Linked DNA regions of Rattus norvegicus: region 1 is linked to region 2. Evidence: chromatin contacts called from public Hi-C data. All regions are on one chromosome and are shown on one strand. The core of a region is the stretch at or near the end of the contact, and the rest is flanking DNA. Distances in the headings are between cores, read along the strand shown.

Region 1 (6,385 bases), core at 2,788-5,287, 210 kb after region 2:
TGGGTGGGACAGGCTACCTCACCTCACACTTGGCTATGTTCTTGCCGGCTTCCAGTCTGAGAGTGGTGTGGGCCCAAGCTTCCCACTAGGGGTTGCAGAAGCTGTGCTCCATGATGAAGACCAGATAAGATTCTGGAGCCTCCGTCTTCAAAGACATGAAGGGGGAGGGGTGAAGGAGGTCCATCTCCTGAAATACCTTCTATTGGCATTTTTAAATTAAACCCTGCTTGTCAGTGACCTCTCCTTTTATATTGGTTCCTCTCTGCTCAAGACAGCATATATTTTCTCCTCCAGTGTCAGGTGATAAAGTCTTTCGGTACACAGATGTTCCTGACAGCACACACTTCGTCTGAACAGCACATGAAGAAGCATGGACCTCGATGGCCTTGTTGAAGGAGACACAGTCATTAGTAGGAACATATTTAAACTGCAGGCTGTAACGTTTTGAAGCCCAGACTTCCAGACGCTGTGTGAAACTGATTCCCTGGCACAGAGCATTGGTCAGCTGGAAAGGACATGGGCATTTGGGTTGGCAGGCATCACTAGACAGCCCTAGAAAGCAAGAGATGATATCCACCGTGTTTGTGGCCTGATGTACTGTTTGACATCTAAGAACCATTCATTGAATGCAAAGAAAATGGGATGGTGGGTAGATAGATGGGCAGATGGACAGAGTGATAAATAGTGAATAGGGAAACAGAAGGAAGAAATGATGGGGCAGAGGGAAGGGAAGGGGGAAGGAGAGGCTAGTGGGTAGATCATGATGCTTGGATGGGACAGTATGTGATGTACCTTCATACTGTGAAGAGACAAACAGCTAGATGGAAAGGTAGTGCATTATAAATGGATGGTTAGAATGGGAGGATGGAGAGACAGACGGCTGGACACATTAATGAATGGGAGGAATGGATGGGTGTATAGATGTACAGCTGGGTGTGTGGATTGTTGGGATGAGTGGATAGTGAGTGGATGGATGGATTATGGATGGATGAATGGATGGGTGAATGGATGGATGGATGGGTGTGTAGATGGATGGATGGATTATGGATGGGTAGATGAATGATGGATGGATTTGTGGATGAGTGGATGGATGGATGGATGAATGATGGATGGATTTGTGGATGAGTGGATGGATGGATGGATGGATGATGGATTTGTGGATGGTGGATGGATGGATGGATGGATGGATGGATTTGTGGATGGGTATGCCAATGGGTAGATAGTGCATGGGTTGGATAGAATAGATGGTGAGTGCTTGGATGGTTATGACCAGATGGGTGGGTTGGTGGATGTATGGGTGGGTGGATGGATGAGTGGATGGATGGGTGGGTGAGTGGATAGATTGAGAGACCAACTCCAGAGAGGCTACACACTCACTCACAGAAAGACACTCAGAAAGGCAGAGAAAAGGTCAGAAGCTCCAGCTTCCTCTCCACTCAGTGTTGATAACAATTGCTCAGACTGAGGCCAAGCCCCAGACTATGCTTTGAGCTGACCTACCCCTGAGGTCCTCTCCTCACCCTGTAAGCCTGCACAGTGCATCCTGTCACAGTTTGAGGATACTGTTGCACATTGTCACTCCACATGGAAGGCATCATTTTTATTCCTACTCCTCTGGAAGAGGCAACTAGAACCCAAAGAACACAAGTCCCTTGTTCTTGGCCTTCTGCGAAGGCATAGCTGAGACCAGGGTCCAGCCTTTGTCCTCACTGCTGATTTTAACTGCACAAAGGGGATTGCACACACACAGCAGGATGTAGGGAGGTCGGACCTACAGGCTCACTCCAACTGCAGGAAAAGAACCTGGGGTTCTCAACCCAACTGGCAGTGGGCACAGGAGGTCCCCACTGATCCCCCTCCCCCAAGCGAAGGCCAGGCATTATCTGGCAGTAGACAGAGCACAAACCTGGGCACAGCTGGACCGTGCATGGTGTTGAGCGTGTCACCTCACCTCCCCACACCTCAGTTTGCTCTTCTTTAAAATGGGTCTGGCAGTGGGGAAGACCCTCCCCCCCCGCCCCATAAGCTACTTCTGTTCCCCCTCTGACCCCAGCTGGATCTCCTTTCTGGTGACCTTCATCTGCCCGACACTCTCAACACTGTGTCTTCAGACTACTGCCTTTCCCCCCTTTACAGTTTGAGCACACGTGGAACTAGTTAACTCCTGCTGTGGGCTCAGTGGGTTGAGAGTCTATGGCACTGTTGTGTCTCCCCTCCCTGACTAAGAGGTGACTGCAATGATGGACTTCTAGCTGCCTGCTGGGAGTAGGGGAGAGGGTGAACATCCAAGAGGAGCCACCATGTCTCAGCCCAGAGGCAGCCACCTTGTTGCAAGGAAGGATTGTGTTTGGGGACAGGAGTCTGATTTTCAACCCAGGCCCGGCTTTGAATCCATCCACCCTATCACATCCTGGGTGAGTGGCTTTGGTCAAGCGGGTTCCAGGGGAGATATTGATGATCACCGCGATCACTGCCGATCATTATCAAATTGAAACAGAGACCACTCCAGAGTCTGGCAAGCCGTGGGTACTGACAAGCCTTCCTACCCTGCTCTCCTATCTCCGTTCTCCCCTCCGTGTTTCTGTATCCCTGCCCTCTGCTTCTGATCCTCAGGGTTTACTGAACGTCCTGCTGCTAGTCCTAGGCAGGCCTGAGAGTGAGGGGGTGGGCCAGGCCCCTCTTCACAATGGGCCCACCCTCATGCTTCAAGACAGGACAGCATGTCATTCCCCTAGAGGAGGAACCAGGACTCCTGCATGTCCTTCTCAAACACCCCCCCCCCCCCACACACACACACTTTCTGAGACTTGACTGGCCAGGCAGAAAGCTTCCTTCAGCCCAGATGAGTATGGAGGAAAGAGGATTCCCTCCATCACCTTCAGCCCTCTAATCTGGGCTTCAGGCAAAGAGCATCCCAAGAGTGAGTGAGGGGGTCCTCGGGAACCAGGAGCAGAAGAGTCCCTCCTCCTCCCTGCTCCCCTCCCACCTCCCATGCTCTCCCCTCACCACACTCCTTTTTCAGGGATTCCCAGTCTCTCCACTCTGCTAAAGACTTTTTTTAACCCCCAATTGCTACAACCTTCTCTCCATCTGCTCCCTGCTTGAGCAGAGTGTCAAAGTAGGGTGGGGGAGGGAAAGGCGTCTAACTTGGGGTGAGGGGCCTGGGAAGCCAGCTGGGCCTGTTAAACTCTGCAGAACAAGGAGAGCAGTCTCCCTTGGTGTGAGGCATCTCCCGCCTGGCCCTTGGCCAACGCCTGGCTATAAGTGGCTGCTTGTCTTCCTCACCCACTGCGCCCCATCTCCTCTGTTTATGGAAGAAAGACGCGTTGCTAGAGAATTTGAACTGGACAGAGGCAGTCAGAGGATGGGCCTAGACCCAAAGCTTTCGCTGGGGGGATGGGGAAGGGGGAGGTAAAACAGGGCTCAGACTCTGGAAGCTCGAAGGATCTGCAGGGCCCTGTTGAGAGTGCTAATGTAGCAGATGGAGCTGCAGTCATAAAATGGGTGGTGGGTCTTCACCTAAGAGTCTGTGGCTGGGCGTTTCCAAGGTGAAGAACCTCTTGGTATCAGACAGGATTCCGTGGACCTGTGTATTGGTCCAGCGAGGTCCCTGGATGCAATCGGTGTGGCTTCCTAGGTCACCAGGACTCTCTGTGGAAGCACCAAGGCATTCGGCGGATAGGGAAGAGTGGGGGAGGGGAGGAAAGGGTGGAGGCGGGTGGGGCCCTCAGGGGCCAGAGAGGGCTGTACAGTGGGGATACAGGCCAGGCTGCTGGCGGACTGGGTTTGCAAGGACACATCGGGCACTCTTCCGCCTCATCTGACTGTCCCAGCATCCTCAAAGAGAGTGGGGACCACTCGGGACCGGGCGACATCACCAACTTCTCAGGGCCGGAGGGCCAGGCTACCCCGGAACGGCCCTCGGCCGCCTCCTCGTGCTCACTTCCCTAGCTCGCTCGTTCGCTCTCTCTCTCCTGCTAGCTCGCTCGGGCCCCAGCCCCCGCCCTCCGCTCGCTCGCCGCCCGCGGCTCCTCCTCACTCGTCCGTCGCCCGCGCCCGGTGCAGCTCGGCCAGAGCCACGGCGGGCTGCGTGTCCGCCAGGAGCCGCTGCCCTGATCCTACTGCCCGGATCCCTCTGCCTGAATCCCGCTGCACCAATCCCTCTGTCTGGACCTCGCTCTGGGGTCCGGCTGCTCAGAGCCTTCGGTCCAGATCTCTCCCTCTCCCTGGACCGCACTGCCTGATTCCGGCTGCCCGATCCTTCTGCCTTGATCCCACCGCACGGATCCCTCTGCCTGGACCGGCCACACGGATCTCTCTGTGCCGACCCCGGCTCCGTAGCTACAATGACTGTGGCACCGCCACAAGCCGCGGGACCCGACAGGATCTCTCTGCTCCTGGTCGCCTTGCTTCTGGGGAGCCCCGTGGCAGCTCGGGCGGAAGGTAAGAACCCTGAGGGCCCCGGCCCAAAGAGGGTAAAGTTGTTGCGGCTGACCCGAGCGGTCGGGGGTCTCGGCTGGTCCGGGAACACTCGCGCCACCCACGGGACCTTCCGGAATCCGGGCTGGGCACCTCGTCCCTGCCGGAGAGCGGAGGCGGGGACGCATCTGAAGGACTCCCGCCTTGGGTTGCGGGTCCTTCGTCGGTCTCTGGGCTGAGGACAGACTCCCTTTTGCAGTCCGGAAAAGCTTCCCGGAGAAGCTCCTGGGAGTGGGGTCCTCTCCAAACCTCCAGATTCTGGAAGCTCTCTGCAACTGCACCCAGGGCTGGCTGCCAGGCTATTCTGCCAAGCTCTGTGGAAGAAGATAGGTATAGGAAGCGGACAGCTGACTGCCTGTCTCCAGAACCAGATTCCCTCCCATCCCACCATCCCACGCTGTCTCGGACTATTCGGAGGGGTTGTCTCCTGGATAGAACCTAGCCAGGTGTCAGAAAATTGGACTTGGGTGTGGCTTCCTCCGATGGAGGGGAGCTCAGGGCTCCCAGAAGTTGGTGAGAAGAGAGATGTTAGAACCTCGGGGGATGGGCCCCTTTTTTGCCCTCTACAGTCTCATGGATATTAGGAATGAAGAGAGGGTGCTAGTAAACCCCACGTGCTTGCAGCTTAGGAAGGAGGGACTGAGTTTGTGGAGATTGTCGGTTCCTTCATCTACCTGGGGTACACCTTCGCTCCACCCTGCTGGGGTCCCAGGAAGTTATAGTGAGATGCTGAAGTGTCGAGAGAAGGGAGGCAAATAACTCACCGAAACCTGACCCCACCCCCAGCCCCGGAGCTATGAGGTGAGCTAAAGACATCTGGAGAGCCTACTGTGTCAGCTATCGGGGTTGGACCACTTAACCTCCCATTCTCTTGGCAAGGTGTTTCCTCTCGTGGTAACTTACAAAACAAAGCTGGGAGTCTGCCTGAGCTGGTCACAGCCTGGGGCGCTCATCCCCCACCCCTGTCCATCTGGAGTTCCATTTCATTGGGGTCTTCTTGGTCTGGAATTCTGGAAACAGACACGCATTGCCGCTTCACCGCGGGGAATTCTGGGCCCCTGAGTTCAGCACCAGAGTCCCCGGACAGCTCTCGGCTCCAGGCCCTAGCTCTGGGTCCCATCTCTTGCTCAGGGCCTGGAGTGCCCTCCTCAGCATACATTAGGCCTTTTATTCCCAGTCTGTTGGGCCCAGAAATGAACAAGGGGAATGATTTGCCCTCCTTTATTTAACAGAAGATATAATTAAGAACACCTCCCGCCCCCACCCCTTGTGAGACAATGGTATTTCCAATTTACACCATGTCTGGGCAGCTTCCCTAGAAAAGATGGGAAAAGAGATTTGGTTTGAATCAATGGTCTCTACCCAGCATGCCCTTTCTTAATTAGCTGCCTCTTTCCAACAATCTCGTGGTGGCCTTGAACCGGATCCAGATTGCCCTGCCCCAGCTCTTAAATACACATACACACACACACACACACACACACACACACACACACACACACACACACACTGAACAAACAGAACTCAAAGATGTCCAGAGGCTCACCATCTTCCCAAAGTGACCCTACCTCTGAGTTCGACATTCTTCTCTAAGGCATCACCATGGGCATGGGGGTGGGGTCCTAATGGCATGTAGGAAAATGTCACCCAAGATCAGAATCCTGTATCCTGATTCCTCAGTATGTGCCAGAGTGTAGGAGGGAGAGCAGGATGTGTGCGTTTGTGATTTCAGTTTTTAGACATTTTATATTTTGCAACTGCCCCACACCGTGGTTGGTGAGCATATAGTTTTAATTAACTTCAGGTCACTGCCAAATTAAAGTCCACCAATGTACTTCATCCAAAGGCTCGTTACTAACCGTGGGGTTCCAACTGAGTCATAAGAAGGGAGCTAGGGTAGCCCACG
Region 2 (6,531 bases), core at 3,188-5,687:
AGCAGAAACGTGAACCTCGAGTAACCTCGAAGGCAGAGACGACCCATCTTCCCAGCTCCCCAACTCGAACTTAACCCAGAAGGGAGGCTGAGTGGATACTGCACCCCGGCCCTGCACGGCACACATCCTCACAGAAGCCAGGCAGATATTTATTGATCTCAATAAGGCACTTTTTCCTGGGAATTTTATGTTAACTCATATAAGCTTGACATAAATGGTATTGCAGATGTCAGACGTGCCCAAGAGGCTGGGAAAAAAATGAAAAAGAAATATTGTATTTCCTCACACAGCCCCTCATCTGGGATCATCCTCCAATAACCTCTGCCACTGTGTAAGAGCTGCAATCTTGGTGAGGCTAATTTAGCCAGGCTGTGCCAGGGGCTCTGCACACATCCTCCATTAGCGTCTTCATGCTCCCAACAGTTTAGGGGCCCAGATCTGTTCTTCTGTTTCCTTCCTCTGTCTTTCCCATTAGAGACAACAACGGTTGTCAACTTCTGTCTGAGTTTTAGGTTCCTTGGAGAACATCGAAAGGGATTCTGGGCATGTGCCTAAACCCAGTGGGAGAATGTGACAGACACGAGGCAGGTTGTAACCATAGGAAGGGCAGAGGCAGTGTTGGGGGACCTGGCTGCTTCCTTTGACTTACCAGGGTAGGAGGGATGTGACTAAACTCTGAGGCGTCTGTTAGAAAGATAGGTCAAGGGTAGTGTGGAGGGCTGGGGTTGTGGGCGTGGCGTGGAGGGCTGGATGTGGGCGTGGCCTGGAGGGCTGGGGGTGTGGGTGTGGTGTGGGGGGATGGAAGTGTGGGGAGATGGAGGTGTGGGCATGATGTGGAGGGCAGGGGCTGTGGGCGTGGCGTGGAGGGCTGGTTGTGGGAGTGGCCTGGAGGGCTGGGGGTGTGGTGCTGTGCCATGGAGCTTTGAGAGTTTGGTCGTGGACCTTCATGAACCATCCTTGTTTGCTGCCCCCAGCTCCGCCAGCGGTTTGAGTTGGAGATTGAGAGGATGAAACAGATGCATCAGAAGGACCGTGAGGACCAGGAGGAAGAGCTGGAGGATGTGCGTCAGTCCTGCCAGAAGCGGGTGCGTGAGCTGTGGCCCCAGGGCACCCCAAGGTCCCACTGGGGAGGATGCTGGGACCCGGGACCTGGGACCCGGAGGCATGCTCGTTCTATGACCAATTGAAACCGCTGTTTACTGGGGGATTTCAAGAGCCTGGGGCTCCAATTTCTTAGGTGCAACCCCAGAAGCTTCTAGAATTCCAAGCACACTCTTCGCCAAAGGACAGGCTGTGGGTAGAGATGCTGTGGGTGGGAAGCTAGAGGACCTGTCTGGGTCCCTGCATTGACCCACACGCTTTGCTGACTGACATTCCTCGGCGTTCTGCACCTGAGGACCAGGCTCGCTTTGGTCCTAGTTGGTCTGCTATCTCCCTCACGATTCCCCCCACCCCCCTACCCCTCCACCCCCACCCTCCAACCCCTCCACTCCCCCACCCCAACCCCCCACCCCTGGCACGCATAGGACAGTGGAGACAGCCTTGCCCTGAAGGCAGCTGTGCAGTTTCAGCCTACACTACGCTCACCAGTCTGTGTCAGCCTTTACACGTGTCTGTGGTCCACCATCAGCATCCTCTCCTCCTGTGGTTTTCCTGTGGTTGGACCTTTACTGCTGCTACACCCTATAAGTTCTCTATTTGATGAGACATGGGTGAATCTCTTTCCTTTAGTAGTGCCCATAGTTCCTGGAGTTTGAGCACCGCTCCCCTCCCCCTTCCCTCCCTCTTCCCTCCTCTTTCCCTCCTCCTTCCCTCCTCCTTCCCTCCTCTCATCACACTTGCAAACCACAGGGAAATATTCTTCACCCTCTCCCAGGAAGTACTTGACACTGATGTTTTATGATTTGATGATTTGGGGATATTTTTCTAAGTAACTTTTATCTCTTAGAAGCAGACAGGAGCGTGGCAACTATATTTCTTACAGGACTTTTATACTTACACCATTTGTTCATTGGGGTGTGTGTGTGTGTGTATGTGTTTGTGCATGTGCCTGCATGCCATGGCATGTATGTGGACATCAGAGGGCAATATAAGAGAGTTGTTCTCTCATTTACTCATGGGCCCTGGGGATTGAGCTCAGGTGGCAATGCCTCTACCTGCTGAGACATCTGGCTGACCCAGGCTGACTGCAATTCTCAGTCAGCTTTCTCTGGACCTAACAAGGCAGAGTGTGGGAGCAGGTGGAAGCTTTCCTCTCCCTGTGACAGATGCTGATGGCGGCTCCCCTGTGGCTGGCAGCCCTCAGTGTCTCCCACAGGAGACAGTGACCTGAGGGGATGCTGTGGGTGTTTGATATTAGGGAAAAGGAACTAACCCCTCTTAGGAATGCCTGGTTACCGGTCTGTGACATGAACTGCAGACTGTGTGCGTGGAGGATGGAGGGGGTGGGGTTGAACCATCAGTGGGTCTGCTTGGGAGCCCACCAGCTTCTGCTGGGGTGCTCAAGTAAGGGACCCCTGGTTCATTGGGTAGCAGCGAGGAATCAAAGAGAATTGCAAATTAGGTAAAGTGCTACCACTCAGATGTCTCAGTGGGGCTGTGGGAGGGAAACACTGTATCCCAGGGTGTCTATGAGGATATTCACTGTCATCGATCTGTGACTGGCTCAGGGGTTCTGGTAAAGCCACCTTGTAGATGGTCACTTCTTATTGTGTCCTTAACAAAGGGAAGAGAAAGAGGAGGAGAAAGAGGTAGATTTGATTTTCTGGTGTCTTCCTTTATAAGGGCACTAATCCTATTGTGGGGTGACTCCCTCACAGCCTCCTCCAACCCTAACCCTCCCAATGGGCCCCATGCCACTGGAAAGTAAAGAGAGCTCACAGGGTCTGTACCACCAATCAGTGTATCCACGTAACACCATGTGTCCCTTGGCTGGAGCCTTTTTCAAGGACCAAGGAAGTGGATGGGTCTCTTAACGGGCTGTGTGGTACCTAGCCTGAAGAAGTCAGAGGACTAGGGGAGAGGAGATAGTTCAGTGGGTCATGTGCTTGCCATACAGGTGTGAAGACCTGAGTGACTCTGGGTCTGGCAGGCAGACAGACACAGGAGGATTCTGGGAGCTTGAGGGCTCAGTCAATCTAGTTGATGGGGGTGGGTCCAAGCTTCATTGAGAGATGGTGTCTCAAAATATAATGTAAAGAAGAGAATGATACATGAAGACACCAGGCATCACATTCTGGCCTCCTCATGTGCCCACACCAACCAGCATGTACCTGCACACACTCCTGCACATGCATGCATGCACACACACTAGAACTCCACATCCTAAGACTTGAAAGTATTTAAGCAGTGGCCATGACTGCAAACTTTACAATGTGTGGTAAAGGGCTCCCCCAATCTGACCAGCTCACACATTCATTGCCTTCCAGGTTCCAGGCTTTTAGATCCCTAGCCTGCTTCACAGGTATAACCCTCCAAATCACTAGGTAGCATTAGAGTATGGCTGTAGGCTGCATGTCACCTCCTCCCAGGGCCCTGGCTCTGCTGCTCTGGACTCATCCAAGGGTCCTCACATCTGTCCTGTGCATCCACAGCTCCGTCAGCTGGAGATGCAGTTGGAGCAGGAATATGAAGAGAAACAGGCGGCTCTCCACGAGAAGCATGACCTGGAAGGCTTGATTGGAACCCTGTGTGACCAGGTAAGGCACGCACAGTGGGGACATCCGAGGGCCCCATGAGATGGCTGGATGCACGAGAAAGCTAGCCACCGGGAGAGATCCTTTAGTCTTTGGGAAGGGCCAAGGTCAGGCCTCCCCCTGTGTCCTCAGAGTGCATGGTCCTCCATCCACCCTTCCCACGGCTCTTTGAAATTCTCAGGAGCTGGTGACTAGCAGCTCTTCAAAGAACAGAGAAAGTAAACAGAGTGGCCTCAGTCAGGAGGGGCAGAGGAAGCGACATGGCTGTCAGTGGCTGTTGGTAGTCAACTGTGAACAATGCTTACACTAAGGGGCTGGGTAGAGAGCTGCTATGCTCACAGCTACCCTTGTAGGGACGAGGTTTTTCCAGGCAGGAGTGTCTGCTACCTTTGCTGTCCGTCCATCTGTCCGTCTGTCCATGTCTCTCTTTCTCTCTCTCTCTCTCTCTCTCTCTCTCACTCTCTCTCTCTCTCTCTCTCTCTCTCTCTCTCTGTGTGTGTGTGTGTGTGTGTGTGTGTGTGTGTGTGTGTGTGTGTGTGTGTGTGTGTGTCTTTGGGTAAGCTTGTTAATGGCTCCAAGCTTGTAGATTAGCAGGGACCCTCAGGCCTGTCCCTGGGGACCTCAGCCTGTCCCTGTGGCATTCTGAAAACGGTGCGTGGTGGGGGCTGTATGTGGGATGCTGAGCATACCACCCACCACAAGCTGCCGCAGTGTGTACTGTAATTTCCCAGAGCTGGCACTGTGGGTCCCTTGTCTCTGAGAAAGCTGTGCAGTCTCGTCTCCGTGACTCATCTGGTCATGACGATTGCCTTCTGTACGTTCTGGGAATCGTTCATGATCTGTGTACAAACGCCAACCAGTTCCTGATAATCTAGGTTCCAATAGCTCTGCCTGTGGATAGCCCACACCCTTGTTGATAATGCCCTTCAGTTGATAAAGTGTTTCTAGTGCAGCCAAGCAGATCACATTTACGCCTTATGCTTCCCTACTTTAAAGTCGCCTTCCTTAATTTCAGTTCATATTTTACCATATGCCTTAAAAGCTCCAAACTCCTTTTTGTGCATATAATTAGGTCTTAATCCATCTTATGTAGGTGTGTGGTATGAAGTAGGTACCTATGTTTTCCTTCCCGCCCCTCCCTCCACCATCCCTCACGCCGTGGGTGTGTACCCATCCCCGTTACTGGCTTCACCGCTCCTCTCTGTTCCTGCGCAATCTGGTCCTGCTGGCTAGCTTTCGATAAACGACGGTGTCCTAGATAGCTTTAACCATTCAACACAGGCACAAGTCACCTCAGGAAGGAGTCACAGTTGAGGGATTTACCAAAACAGCAGCAAAGGACGTCAGGGTCTGGAGAGCCCTTGCTACCTTTGCAGAGGACCCAAGTCCTGTCCCCAGTGGCTCTCAACTGTCTGGCATTTTATCTCCAGGGTATGCAAAGCCCCTTCTAGCCTCTGCGGGCACAAGGCCATGCACGTGATACACAGGGATTCATGTGGGCAAACACGGCCGTGTGCCATAAATAATTTTGAAAAATGAAAGTAAGAAAAGGCTTCCATGAGGAAACGAGGCTCATTGGAGCGACTGATTTGCAGGTTAGACCGGAGAGAGCTGTCAGCTTCAAGTTAAAACTCTGCTGTTGACCCCAGCCCTACCCCGTCTCTCTTTACCTACAATGCTTATTTCTCAATCATGGGCCTCACAAGTGTCTTAATTAGCTTTATCTCCAGGAAACTCCTGGTTTCCACCACTTCATGACCAGCGCTTGTTCCGCATTTTGATTTTTATTTAATCGTCTTATGTGGCCCGTGAGACACCTCCACGGTCTTAGCGTTGCTGAGTTCCTTGTTTTGTAATATTTCATCTGTTGATTATTTTAGGCCCTTCTACGTTCAAGATCTTACCATTTGGGAATGAGAACAATTTTGCCCCTTTGGACAAAGGAAAAATTCTTAACTGTTTCAAGGAGGAATGGGCAGTTGGTTCTCCTCCAACTTACCCACTGGCCTCAGCCACACAGGGACTTACTAGCAAATGTGCCTTTCGACCCCTGGCTCAATGTGGATGCCACTAAGGCTTGGTCATATCACTGTTTCCACTGTATGTGTGTGAACAGTAACTCTTGTCCGGTTAAATCTTCACCCTCTTGGAGTTTTCTAGTATTAAAAACAAAACAACAACAACAAAAAAAAAAACTGTTAAATCTTACCTCGTGCTGCTGTTCAGTGGAGACTCCACTATGAGTCACTTCTCCTGTGGAGGAACACAGCGTCTCCCACATTGTTCTATTTGGCACTCTGATTTAACAAGAGTTCGAGGCCAGCCTTGGCTACATGAGACCATTTTTTTTTAAAAAGCAAAAGGTTCTAGGTCCCATTAACTAGAAACACGTGCTTCGAGAATCACTGAGCTCTCAGAATGGTGCTTCATTCACATTAATCTAAGGAGGCTCTCCCTCTTCCCTCCTCTCTTCTCCCTCCCTCCTCCCTCTTCTCCCCTCCCTCTTAATTCCTCTACCTTCCTCCCTCCAGTCCCCTTCCTCCCTCTTCCACCCTCCTCTACCCTTATCCCTCCTCCCTCTTCCTCCCTCCCTCCTCCCTCCTCTTCATCCCTCTCCTCCTCCCTCCTCTTCCTCCCTCCCTCCTCCCTCCTCCTTCCTCCTCTTCCTCCCTCCCTCCTCCCTCCTCTTCATCCCTCTCCTCCTCCCTCCTCCTTCCTCCTCTTCCTCCCTCCCTCCTCCCTCCTCTTCATCCCTCCCTCCTCCCTCCTCTTCATCCCTCTCCTCCTCCCTCCTCCTTCCTCCTCTTCCTCCCTCCCTCCTCCCTCCTCTTCATCC

The links. A called contact is a pair of places that touch in the nucleus more often than the background predicts.
Region 1: a contact with region 2 is called in a Hi-C map of frontal cortex, with 2.4 times the contacts expected there. The contact joins the promoter of Sez6l here to the enhancer-like site in region 2. A contact is called at or near these places in 1 of 12 Hi-C or Micro-C datasets (frontal cortex) and 1 of 1 datasets of contacts at active chromatin or transcription factors (oligodendrocytes).

What each region holds. Positions count from the first base shown.
Region 1 is chr12:49,721,293-49,727,677 of GRCr8, forward strand. It overlaps Sez6l (seizure related 6 homolog like), which reads left to right and starts at 4,038. Exons shown (of 17, transcript NM_001415748.1): 1 at 4,038-4,443. The coding sequence starts at 4,347.
Region 2 is chr12:49,512,839-49,519,369 of GRCr8, forward strand. It overlaps Myo18b (myosin XVIIIb), which reads left to right. Exons shown (of 42, transcript XM_006249578.5): 30 at 975-1,085; 31 at 3,594-3,698. Among named protein-coding and RNA genes, the nearest start is that of Myo18b, 95 kb to the left of the region's middle. Within about 2 kb of position 4,438, at least 16 of the 93 cell types and tissues checked have an H3K27ac peak or open chromatin away from gene starts, as enhancers often do.